Linked DNA regions of Anser cygnoides: region 2 is linked to region 1. Evidence: chromatin contacts called from public Hi-C data. All regions are on one chromosome and are shown on one strand. The core of a region is the stretch at or near the end of the contact, and the rest is flanking DNA. Distances in the headings are between cores, read along the strand shown. Region 1 holds the start of ECHDC3 (enoyl-CoA hydratase domain containing 3). Region 2 overlaps PROSER2 (proline and serine rich 2).

Region 1 (6,652 bases), core at 1,975-4,474:
TGCATTTTACCTAACAACATTAGGATGGGGAGCCAAGAGTGCATTATGACAACCAAACACACTTGAATTTTGAAACGTCTTTTCCTAGCACCCTGTGAAACCCTGAAAAGTTTCTGTAATGATCTAAAAATAAAGTTGCTTTACGTCCCTTATCATCTCCCTTTTTATTTTACATGAAAGATCAATAAAGATAAAGGTTAGAAAAGCCCTGTCTGGTACTTGCAATCCTGGCTCCTAATTGTCTACAGTTGGAAGTGTGAACTCAGCCAAAACCGCAATGCTGCTAGCAAATGCTATAAAAAGGAAAGCTGTCTGAAATTGGAAAAGTTTTTTCAACACTTTCTCCGAGAAGGCAGCAGCAGGTCTGTTTAATACATTGGAGAAGCTGCAGCCAAAAAAAAATCTGTGATGGAGGAGGGTGTGAAAGGAAACATGAGGCTGTCAATCAAAGTGAAAAAGAACAGAATTTCCAGGGAGCTGGAAATGCTATATTAAAAACAAGCTATTTTGAGAAGACCGAAAAATATATTTAATTGGAAATAGAGAGAACAACAAGATGTAGTAAGAGAGGGAACTGGAAGAAAAGAAAAAAACAAAGACTGCAACTCACAATACCAGCTTTGAAGACATAGGGATTGAAAGAGGTTGCTGGCCAGTGTTGCAGGGCAATGTGAACTCCTCCCAGAGCTGGAACATGTCATGTTCTCTGTGTGTTGGCCTTTGCCATGCCAAGCAAGGACTCTGAGAACTGCTGTGATCAATTTAGAATGATCTGGTGTTCTAAATGGGCATTTTTTGCCACAGATTCCTCACATATTAAAGTAAAATTTGGAAGAACTTTTCGGTGAATGATCATGAAGCACAAACCATATGAAAATGCTAATAGGCAAATGGGGAAAGTCAAGTCCAGACCTAGCTCTCAGATCTATCAGTGTCCTTCAAAATTTATAAAATGTACATACCACTATTTCTATTACAGTAGAGCCACCAAGCCCATCAATGGGGAGATAAGGAAGCAGGAACACAGATTTACATTTACAGAGAACATCTGCTGGACATATATCTATTTTATTTTAGAGTACCTATGGCTCTGACAGAAAATGGAGCACAAACAATGAAGATTCACTTGTGCACAAAACATCTGAATTACTAATACCTTCCACTAGCTTTTAGGAAAGGATACGTGATGAGAAGATGTGATAAGGAAGGACGACAAGGGAATCACAACTGGGGCACCCTGCATCTCCTTGAACAGCGCTGCTCAGTCCTCAAGCTTGTCAGCATCCCATGGCAGATGAGATCGTTTGCTAGCTGCCTCATCCACACAGCTGCTTCTTTCCCAGGAGGACTGCCTGAGCCAGGTGTGAAGAAAGAGAGGTCATCACTCCTGCGAGTAAACAGAGAACAGCAACATGAAAGAAATGTGAGAGGTTATATTGCAAAGCAACATTTTTTGGAACAACTATTTTAGGTAATCAGGGTCTGCAGGGAGTTGCACATTTCTCAGACTAGAAAGATTTACTATGCATAGCACTAAGAACTGGCAAAGGAGAGCTTTGGGGTTCAGCAGAAAGACAGACAGAAAGGGGTCCACCTCCCCAAATCCATCTCTCTGGTAACCTAAGAAAGTGCATCCTAAAACCTTTTTCAGAAGCCTGCTGAGCTCCACCTTAGGGAAAAAAAAAATATATATATATATATATATCAATGTGTATCTATATATATATATATCAAAGCTGTAACTCTGCTCCTTAATTTCCAGCTCAAATATGTTCATGTTCAGTTTACAGCCACTTCTTATAGTGCCAGCATAGTTCTCCATCTTGCATAGCTTCTTGCCTTCTCAGATTGCAAAATGCCCACCCTGTGGAGAGAGCAGCCCTGTGTTCTTTCAGCTGTTTTGCTGGACTTAAAAAAACCCACTGTTTTCATACCTCATAACAGAGAGTCTCCATTTGACTCTATTCTCTCTGCACCTCCTTGTGTTTGGCTTCTTGAACATGGATGAGCAGAAGCATATGCAATAATCAAGACAAGCTGTGAATATACCTTTACCTATATGTCCCTAAAATGCTTTGAATCATCTTAAAATCTTATTTCCCTTTTTGTTTCTTGGATGCACCATACAGATTGCAGAATGACTGTGGAACCAATTAGGACACCTAAGTGCTTCTCCACAACCACTGAATGAAAGATGATACTAGTTCCCAAGTATATGACCCCAAACCCTGTAGCACTGAATTTCATCCCATGCCAATTACTTTAGGCCTCAAAGCAATCTCATTCTTTCCGTACAACACAATTGTCTTTTGTGTTAATGATATATCCCAAGTTAAGTGTCACAAGTTTTCTCGGCATAGTCCTAATCTTCATCCCATGGCCATAAATGCAAATGTAGAAAATGTAGTGAAAATGCCAATATTTTCTAGTACCCCTGGCCCTCCAACACCCCCAACATACCCATTAATGAATGCCACCTTCCCACCCAGGTCTTCCAAGACAAGAGTGTCCAAGGAAGCCCCAGTGGTTTTATCACACATCGATAATCTCAGTCCCTTCTCAGTCCCATATCTGTCACTTCATTCAGAAGAATATATCTAGTGGGTTATTCGAAGTGAGGAGGTGGACCGTACTCCAGATTGTGTTAGTAATGTGCGGGCTAATCTTGGAGAAGATATTTCACTTGTCTTGCAGTCCTCAGTTTCAAAGAGGGAGTGATTAACATCTGCAGCACAGAAGAGCACAGTACAACGTATGTCTTCCAAATCTTTACATGAAAGATGCAGTGACGAACTGATGAGCTGTATATTGTAACGCACATTAGTCTGGTCCTTGGTGGAACCATGGCATTTATTTGCTCCCTTTCACACACACTGCATTTAATTTCCCTTAATTTCCCACTTTTCTTTCTTGTTTTCCCCTTTTTATTCATCTGGGAGTCAACACATTGGGGAAATGTGTTTTTTCGGCTGGAGAACTGAATAGCTGAGGGCGGCGGGGGAAGGTGCACAGGGTTTTACTCTGTCCCCTCACGCCTCAGGAGGGAACACGGCTCATCCCTTCCTGAGCAGCCCTCAGCCTCCCTGCTCGGTGAAACCCCAAAGCAGGGCACATCTCCCCTTTTCTGAGGCTCCAGGGGGGACACATTCCAGTCAGACGTTTCACTCGTTATTCACCAACCAGCCCGGCCAAGCCCAGCCCCGCGGGGTGGAGGGGGGGGGCTCGCACCGAGCCGGGTCAAGCCGCTTCCCCGCGGGACAAGCGACCAGGGCCGGCTTCCCCGAGCTGCCAGCCCGCCCTGAGGCCTCCGGGGCTGAGCCCCAGGCCGGGCAGGAGCCGGGCTAGGGGTCAGTAGCGAGCCGGGCAGCGATGGCGGCGGCCGGCAGGCTGTGGAGGCTGAGGCGGCGCCTGGCCGGGCCTGTGGCCGCAGCCTGCAGCAGCAGCAGCGCGGCCCCGCCGGAGCAGCTCACCCTGAGGCGGCAGGCCGAGGGGGTCCGGTGAGCTGGGGGGAGACGGAATCGGGAGAAAACGGGAAGAAACGGGAGAGCGGGTGGGTGGAAACTGGGGGGGCTCTGAGAGCGGGGCCTCGGCGGGAAGGCTGTGGTCGCAGCGCGGAGTCTCGCGGAGTTCCCGTGTGCACGCTTCGGCCATGCGGGGTTCGTCACTCGTTTTGAGTGTTTGCTCGTTGTTCTGTGTTTGTTTCTGCCTTGCGGTAACCCTCTGTATTTAACGGCTTTTTGCAGAAACATTGTCTTGAACAACCCCAAGAAGAGGAACGCCCTGTCCCTCTCCATGCTGCAGGCGCTGAAGGAGGACCTGCTGCACGACATCAAAAGCAAAGAGCTCCGCGTTATCGTCATTTCAGGTACGGCACAGAAGAGAAGGAGTGGCTGAGAGAATAAGAAGAAACAGGATAACGTGGAGCTTAAAGCTCAGAATATCACTGAATTATAGAAAACGGGGCAGGAAGGAGCTTGCATACCGTTTTCTTACAGCCTGCCAGGAACGTAAACAGTATCACACATGAGCCTTCCCCACTCAGACCTCGCTGCCCTTTTATATTCATCCTGCTTTCCGCTTTCATATACTTAATTCCTCATTCCTGAAACCAGCCTTAATAATTGACTAGGTTCTGTTATATTTCTGTTGATAATTAACACATCTAAGGTTGTTGAAACAGTGTTCGAAATGTTAATATTTCAGTCAGGTTGCCTGGTGTGTTTACAGAGCTGATAAGCTTTCGTTTTCCTTTTGTAAAAGTAAGCAGTAAGTGAAATAATTGTTTTTAAAACTACATATGAACAGTAGCTCAAACAATAAATCCAGGTCCTGATAGTCATTACACTAAAGAACAAACACTCCTAGGTAATGGTTTTTGTGCAGAAACAGGCTGAGCGTGTATGACTTTTGTTGCCTTCAGTGGCAGGTACAGATTGTAGTAAACGGGGTTCAAAGGGTTCCTAGTGCTCTGTTCCCCTGCTCTAAGCCAGGATCAGACTTTGTTATTTTTGCCACTGGTTTGTCAAAACCGTTTCTAAAACTCTCCAATGAAGAAGAGACTATAATATTGATACTGCAGTCACCTGTAACCTGCAAATATAAAACTTTATCTCTCAGAGACTTTCTTCCACTTAGATATTAACCTGTAGAGTTCTTAAAAATAATAAAAGTTGAGATGTTCTTAAGCCATTTTCTTTCCTCTGTCATTTTAAGATAATCTTCCCCTGTTCTCCTTCCAAACATCTTGGAGAAATAGGTTTAATAATTTTGAATGCTGAGATTTCCTGTACTGAGAGGAGAACGTTGCTCATGTATAAGTGTGCATGCACATGAGAGTGGAAATAAGTTAACTTGACAGGGGCGACAAATATATATATTCAATATTTCAAATAGCAGTTACAAATTTTGTAAGATGCTTCAGGTTACTTTTTGAGAATACAGTGCTCTGGGAGTTTGTGAGTACAGTTTGGTTATTTTTCTTGCCTGTTTGTTTTTCAGTTTAAAAATAAACTGCATGTTCCTGCTGATTTCCAATTCCGTTGCTGAATGAAATGCAAAACAAGAAATCTCAAGAAAAAGACTAGTCAGGGGATGCTTTGAATCTTTAACACAGACTTTACAGTGGATTCCCCTTCAATGAGGCGCAAATGCAGATGTGATTAAATTTCCAGATAATGTATTGTTGATCCAGTGAGCTGATTGCTGGTGTGTGGTTATTGCTAGACAGACTGTTAACAATAAGATGATTCATAAGAAGCAAATGCATAGCTAAGATGGTAGCTTCATAGCTGTAGATGGAAATATCACACCCATGCAAATATCTGAGGAGATGTGAAGGATTAAAAAGCTTCAGATTGGTTTATTTTTATGGCAGATGTCTCACGAGGAAGGAAAACTGTTGTAGAGATAGTGTATCAATAGAGCATGTTTTGATCTTAGCTGCAACTTGAGGAAAGCAAATCCAGAATTTAGACCTACAGAATCTTGCTCTTATTCTACCCAAACCCTGGAGAAGCTTTTCGGGATTCCTTAGATGAGTGTTAGCAGCGGAGGAACAGAGGCCATACCAGCCCTTCTGGTTCTTCTCTAGCAGAACATTTTTTTCCATTGTTGCCTTAAATACCACGACACGAAATTCTTGTTGCTTATTTTGTAAAAGTTAATCATTAGTGTACAATAAATAGGGAATAACCATATTGTTAGTCTGAGAACAGAGCAGTCCATTGTCACTGCAGCCAACTAGTTTACGCTGTACCAAAGAGCAGTTCAGTACTATATCTTAAAAGAGACTGGGCTGAGAGGTGTAAAGAGCCTTATTTTTAACTGAGTTAACTCGGAGTGGAAGTAAAACAGCCTTTAAAATATTTATTGGCATTAGTGTGGTTAAATCATTTATTGCAGCAATTTAAAGGTATTACAAAGCTCAGAAGGCAATATTTAGGAACTGAGCATAAGACTCTCTCTCCAATCTACTTCTTTTTGATCACTGACACCTTTATACCTTTAAATGGGGTATTAATACACCACTTGGTTTCTTGATTAGCTCAGACTGACTTTTCATGAAATTCTTTGCAGCTGAAGGCCCTGTATTTTGTTCTGGCCATGATTTAAAGGAACTGTCAAGTGAAGATGATGTGAAGCATCACTCCCAAGTATTTGCAATATGTGCAGAGGTAAGCAGTTCTTCTTAAGCGCCACCCCCTTTTGCTTGGTTTTAAGAGCAAGCAGTGATACTGGTTTAAGTTAACACCTGATCCTGGTGAACTGATGTTTTCCCTGGGTTTCTCTACGTGCAAATAAAAATCCTAGAATGCCAGCGTGCATGTTTCCTACTGGCTGAAGTCATGGCGTGTTCCTTATTTTATCGAGTTCTCCTTGCAGCTGAATATTTGGGCAATATCTTTCCTAGAAATCCAGGGATAACCAACTTCATACCACATGTGGTCAAAGGATCTTTCCCAGCATCTAGCTAATAACTGAAGACCAGCTTAAACATCAAGTAGACAATGTGAAAGTAAGATCTGAATACATCTCTGACTCTGGTTGCCCAGTCAGCAGACCATACAAGATCTCATTCTTATTGCAGAAGCACAGACCTGAAGGTTGGGATGTTAAAGTGGCTCCTGGAGCCTTTGGAGGGAATGGCAAAAAC
Region 2 (6,527 bases), core at 3,927-6,426, 58 kb after region 1:
GCCTGGTAAAGAAAAATCTTACGTTAGAAATGCGATGTGCGCAGAGCCATCTTCGCAGCGACTCGCTTCGTGCCAGCTCTTCACCTGAGTTGTTGCCAGCTGAGCGTCCGCGCTAAGCAAGGAGGGGGACACCCGACACAAATTGTTTCGCTGAAATTCAGCCCCGTTTGCTGACTCTCTAATGTAACCCTAATAAATAATAATAATAAAGAACTGTAATATCCAAAGTATAAAGTTGCAGTACGCTGAATTAGCTGGATCCTGGTCTTTCACCCTTCGTGTAGGGCACTGTTCTCAGCTGCTGGGAAGGGAGACTTTGAGCTTCTTAAATTAACCCAATTCCTGCCCAGGGAGGACTCGGGCGAGGTATTTATTGTAGCCCTTCGTAATGGCAACTGTCCTGTTGGTGAGTTCTTCGCTGTGCCTAAAGTTGTAAGTAAAGCCGTGTACTACTCGACGTTAAGCGTCCAGCTGCTACCAGTCTGTACATAAACCTCGCTCTGGTTCGTGGCTCTCGTTCCGTGTGCCTGTGTTGCTGTGACTTTATTTTTCTCTGTTAGAAGTAACTGTCCTGCACAAAGCTGATCGGTCTTCTATTAAACTGGGATAAAACCAAAGAGGCGATGGCTGACGGGCAGTGGAACGTCGTTCTTTGTCACCCAGTACCGCGCATCCGTCCTGGAGGAGGGAAGTGCCTTTCTGAATGGCTAATAGGGAGTTTACTATGGGATTTACTAACTTCTTGTAGCTGGGGATGTGCAATCCAGAGCTCATCCTGTCTTGTTTCTAACAGGGAAGGGGCCGAGCCAAAACCAACACCTTTGGCCTTGGCCCTCACCAGAGGCCGGTCCCATTTAACACACGGCTTCTCCACACGCCTTCACCTGCCCGGGGTCTCGCTTCCAAAGCATTCCTTCCCTCACGTAGGGCAGAGCATTTCCTTAGGAGTCGCCTCCCAAGCCATAAATATCTTTCCCCTGAGGTAAGGAGGGTCCTTAGACGGGATGGAGCCAAACCCTTTCCCCGGGAACGCCCTTCTCTTGGGCAGGTTTTGTTTTTTTATTTTACTTTTTCCCCCCAGACCAGGGCTTTTCTCTTGCCCGGCACCCCTCCTACATGAGGCAAGGCCTTGCTTGAAGAGCTGCTGCTGCAGCCACGACATCTCCGCTGGATACTCGGCTGCGACCAGGACCTTAAGGGAGATGGAAGGAAAGGGGTTTTGTCCGTAGGGCCAGCCCTTACCTCGCAGCCTACAGGTTTCCCAGTGGGTCCCACCTACCTCCTGCTGCTTGCAACCAGCGACATAAAGACAAAAAGTCAGAGGAGGCTTTGGTAACTTCAGGACTCAACTGAACGGGTGTGGGGAGCACAAGGGAAAGGGGTGGCAGGCGTGAAGGAGCTGCACAGCTTCGCCTTCCCTGTTGTGGGGGAGGCTTTGTGCCTTCCACTGAGCTTTAAGGGATGTTTCACAGAGCCCCAGGAAGCGCCAGCTCATTGGGAGAGCTTATGGGCAGGATGCGGCACTGCACTGGGGCTGGATGGCACCTGGACGCATGCAGGAGGGGCAGCTCAAGAGCACGGGGAGCACTCCAGTGACCCAAGTGTTTCTTTTTATCTGTCATTAAAAACAAACTGACACCCTACAGTTCCTTTCCCAGATAACTTGGAAAAAACCTGGTGCGTATGTCAAAGGTTTGAAATTAAGAGTAACTAAATCCATGCCTTGCATCGCGGACAGGGGCACGGTGACCTTCCACTGCCAGCCCCACGTCCTGCGGTGCCTGGGGAGCCCAGACTGCTCTCTCCCCCTTTCCCTGCTTTTTGGAGGTTACGGCAGTCAGTGAAGATGCATCGGCCTCAGAGCCCCCAGCTGCTACGGCCGCACAGTGCGCTAATTCCTGACAGTGACCAGTGCAGTGCCCCGTCACCACCACCTGTGCCTTCCAGTCACTGCCCTGAGAGCGTGCGGGAGGTCACACTCACCAAACGCCCACGCCGTATTTATTTTTCCCATAACTTTGGCAGAAGCGCTCTCTGCTTCTGTTCCTACGAGCACCAGAGGACCGTGTGATTTTATCTCCTCCTCCGTGCTCATCCATCCCCACCAGCCCAAGGGCCAGGGCTGCGTTTCCCAGCTGGGAACTGAAGGCAGGGGCGGTGTTACGGCAAGAAAACGGGAGCAGGGATGGGCTCACCTTCCCCTTCCCGGACTCACGCGCTAACCCCAAATCCCTGTTCAGAGCTCTCCAAGTGCCCAGCGCCCCCTCGAGATGGCCTCAGGTGTGTGATGAGGTGTTCAGGCTCTGACTAACGAAGCTACAACCCCCTTGCACCGACGCCCAGGGGCTGGAATGACACCCGAAGGAAAGCAGCATTTGTACAAGCTGGTAGGCAGCAGCAGGGCGATTATTTTTCATATTTAAGCCTCTATTAGGAAGCGGCTGTCACCGTGGCTCTGTTTCCAACGTACAAACCAGCGCAGGGGTAGAGAATCAACAGGGCCTTAAAGCTTCACGACCCAGACAGACTTCATTACTAGGGAACATTTCCTGCTTTCCTAAATGGATTTAGTGCGCCTGATTAGGTTTCATTTTTATTTACAACGTGATTTTTCTGGTGCGTTCAAGCCCAGGCACTGGGCGCTGTGTGCCCAGCGCATCCCATCGAACGTCCCCGCTCCCGCATCGTGAGCATTGCTGCTGTGAAATGCGTGAACAGGAGTGCACCAAGGGGAGACTTTACCACGGCAGCCCTGAGGTGCTACCAAAAACACTGCAAAAAGTTAAGGGAAAAGCACAACAAAGTTCTCAATCTCCCGGGCTGCCAACCATTACTTCCAGAAGAAAAAGTCGCTCCCCTTTAATCCCATGCGCTTTGACAGGCAAATGTCAAAAGAACAAATAAAGTTTGCAAAGCCTAAGTCTCCTCCTTTTTAAGTTCTACAGCCTTTTTGTTGGTTTTTACTTGCCTGAGTGCTCAGAGCCAGTAAATGGAGGGAAGGAAGGGAGAAAGGAGGGAAGGAAGGAAGGAAGGAGTCTTTTAACAGACCAGCGTTTGTTCTTCCAACGACGACCACGAGCGCCGCGTGTTTTACTGTCCCGATCACACCCCAACAATAACAACTTAAAAGCGGAGTTTATAATTCAAACAATACAAGTAAATGTTTTGACATTGACGCACTTGTTTGATTCTTGCCCAAATAGTTTCCTATTCGCAGCCCGCCTGGAACCACTTAGCTGCGGTTAGGAAGCCCTATTTATAGCTGGGGTCCGAGGCGCGGCAGCGAAGCGCCACCTCGGCCCAACGTCTTCAGCGGGGAGAACGGCAGGCGAGCGGAGGAAAAACGTCACTGGAGAAAAAACACCTTCTGGAGCTCAAAAGAAAAGGCAAAATGAGAGAGTCTTTCCCGAGGGCGAAAGCAGGCTTGCGGCGGTGGTGGCAGTGTGTTTGTTTTGGAAATTTTCACTTACCCGGCTGGGAGGTGGAGTCTTGAGACCGCAGTGTCACCTCTGGTGGGCAACAGTGAGGGATCAGCAAGACCCTTTGCCAGCTTTTTCACTTATTTATACCTTTGGATAGAGGAGTACAATGACTGCAGGTAAGGACCGTGCCCGGGCAGTGCTGCTGCTTCCAGCGATCTCCGAGTCCAAACGAGCGCAGACCATTAATTGCTTGCCCTTGGCTGCCACCATTCTGTACCCATGCTGATGCTGGGCAGGGCTGGGAAACACCACGCCGCCAGCCCGCGAGGTCTGTCCTCCGAAACAAGCAGGCAGGTCAGCGCTTTGTCAGCGGCACCATGTTTCCTCGAGGCAGATGCGCTCCCACCTGAACGCTGCGCCAGCAAGCTGCCAGAACCTAAAGCAGCCGCTCCTCGTGACTCCCAGTGAGCTGCTGCCAAGTTCAGGGTTGCTGCTTCAAGGAAGGGGCCAAGCGCAATGAAAAAACCTGAAAACCCCAGCAAACCAGGCTGTCTTTGCAAGGCAGGACTAGTTTTCTAAGCCTTCCTATAGATAGAATCACCTTGTGCGCATCGGTGTACGTGCACGGATGCGTCTGCATGCAGTAATTCCCTTTACATGACAAACAAAACTGACTTCTTACTTGGAAGGACTGCACAGTTAATAAAATTGTAGCAAGTCTGAAAACTCAGCAATGCATCAAGAAGGATTTATACCATTTTTATCCCATTACTTCATTGCGAGGTAGAAAAAGAGGGCAGAAACCATCAGCTGAGGCTCAAGGTGCTGCTTGTGTTTACGCTCCCGAGCAAACCTTGCACTTGCAGATTTTGGCTCCACTCGGGAGCCAGGAGTAACACAGCACCACGGCTCAAGCCGGCTTTGAGCCAGCGTGCCATAAATCATGCAGCACATTTTCTGCTTGTCAGCACGCCAGCTCAACGAGCCTGACCACGGTGAAGCCTCAGCTTCAAATGCCCGGACCTAAACGAGTCCAAATTCTTTCCAGAGACAGATAAGATAGCGGAGAAATCCCTTACGCAATCAAGGACGCGAAACAATTTCTCGCTCATCTACATGTGCTTTCCCGGATGGGAAAGTGCTCTGCGTTCAGCTACCTCCGAGCAGGTTAAGGAATGCTTTCTTAGAAATCCTCTTCACGGGGACGCCCGCAGCCAGCGTCCCTGGAGGAGCACTCCCAGAGGAACGTCTTCTCCCTGGTCACGCGACACCAGGGCACGAATTTGTCATCGAGTCCTCGGTGACATCGCAGAGCCCCTTGAGGTCACTGTGCTGCAGGAAAAGAGGAGCGATTGTATTAGATGTGACCTTGTCCGTTAGAAATAACCAGCCTGCAATCCGGGCAAGGCACCAGTTACATAAGAGCACCGATCAAAACGCTCAGTTCTGAAGCGCTTTTTTGAGGTTCAGTTGTCTGTAGAGATACAGAGCCACTGCTGTGAGCTGTACTTGTTTCAGTAGAGTGGTGTCTAGAACAGAGTAAGCCAAACATCGGCTGCTGTAACCCGTGATTACTGAAAACACTATTAAGATACTCAGAAATTCACTATTAAGGTGCTCAGAAATTATTCTGTTTAATTGCAGTCTGCAGGCCCCTCCGAGCAGACCTCTGAGGAGCAGAGGAGCATCTTCGATCCCTATTACTTAACAGTTGAAGCCACTTGCTTTGTCCATTCCCCATACCGTTTCTGCTTTATGCCATAACCCTCAGCAAAAAGCAGTCGGTGCCTTGCCTCATGCTGGGAGTTACACAGCTCCAGCACGGATACAAACCTGCTTTTCTGGACTTGGTTTGGGGCACAACCAGACCAGGTTACTGGTACAGGTTACTCCCCTGATCCTGTACCAAAAACAAACGGCACACCTGACTGTGGTGATTAGATAACCTGGAAAGGAAGACAAAGGAAGACAAACCCTTCTAATGGCATAGAATTAAAGGCAGCCTCACAATCCCTGCAGCAACCGCCCGCACGTGAACCTGGGAGCCAAACTTTCGCAAGAAGCAGGAAGTCAGCCTGGTGGATCAGCGGTGGAGGGTCAGGAAAGTGGAAAGCAAACAGCAAATAACATCCTCGCATCCTATGAGAACAAGTTCAACCCTGATTGTTTCACTTGCAGTGATTTCAATGGGAGATTTTTTTTTTCCCCCAGAACTACAGACTTTATTCTGAAACTCGTCTACAAAAGGTTTCATTGAGATGCTTTTGTTTTACTTCTTCATTTCAGCCTGAAGTCATGGAAACCTCCAGCTGACCTCACAATATTTTCAGCAAGTAATTTTCAAAAATATTGCCATCAGTCCAAAGAATCCAAGACATTAGAGTGATACACACACAATGAAGTTAACACATGAATTAATGTTTTATTTTCATGCAGTTATCCGATCTGGATTAATTAAATGACTTTGGAAGCAAGCAGTAAAGGAAGAAAGGGAAGTCAGTTTCAGTTTGAGCCTGAGTTAGAAGCTTAGTTTACTGTTAGGAAGCGGTAGGCATTCTGCATCTGAGGAGTGGAAATTATCCACTGGGGTAATCTTTCTATGGCCATATTGCTGTTATAAATATGGTTAGCAAATGCACAAATATAAGTGCAAAAAACTGATATGAAAAGAGTTCCACATGCTCTTTTTACACCAAAATTGAAACCAAGACTCGGTCTCCCCGCAAGGTACTCCTCGCTCTGGGGCACTTCGCAACCCACAGCCACAACGTGGAAGTTACCTTCTCCAAGGGGAGAGACCACAGCAGCTGGAGACAGTTTTGAAAGGATTTTTGGGGGGTGACTGCACACATCCAGAATACGTGCCTGCACAGCAAATCAGATCTAAACCTGGCAGAAACCTAGAGAAACGTGTCTGTGTGGGATGCTCTGAAAACTTCAGGTGATGCTCCGCAAACTGGAAGCTGCCTAACAGCATCCTGTTATCCTGCCCAGCCAGGTCCTCAGGGAAATCGTGCACTGATCATTCCAGGGCTTCCCCGTCCCAAAATGCTGTTACAGCACATGCAGGCAAAGGAGGAGACCTAAAATTGCTCTGACAATTAG

Evidence for each region. Hi-C and Micro-C count contacts between places; a contact is called where the count stands out from the background.
Region 2: a Hi-C map of liver shows a contact between it and region 1, with 3 times the contacts expected there. The contact joins the enhancer-like site here to the promoter of ECHDC3 in region 1. A contact is called at or near these places in 2 of 7 Hi-C or Micro-C datasets (both in liver).

Annotation. Positions count from the first base shown.
Region 1 is chr1:6,619,437-6,626,088 of Taihu_goose_T2T_genome, forward strand. It overlaps ECHDC3 (enoyl-CoA hydratase domain containing 3), which reads left to right and starts at 3,225. Exons shown (of 5, transcript XM_013197057.3): 1 at 3,225-3,497; 2 at 3,744-3,865; 3 at 6,076-6,173. The coding sequence starts at 3,370. It overlaps LOC136786427 (a long non-coding RNA gene), which reads right to left and starts at 3,219. Exons shown (of 5, transcript XR_010825051.1): 1 at 1,157-3,219.
Region 2 is chr1:6,675,220-6,681,746 of Taihu_goose_T2T_genome, forward strand. It overlaps PROSER2 (proline and serine rich 2), which reads left to right. Exons shown (of 4, transcript XM_013197065.3): 4 at 1-524. Among named protein-coding and RNA genes, the nearest start is that of PROSER2, 18 kb to the left of the region's middle. Within about 2 kb of position 5,177, at least 3 of the 3 cell types and tissues checked have open chromatin away from gene starts, as enhancers often do. A contact at or near this core is called in liver, where this site is marked.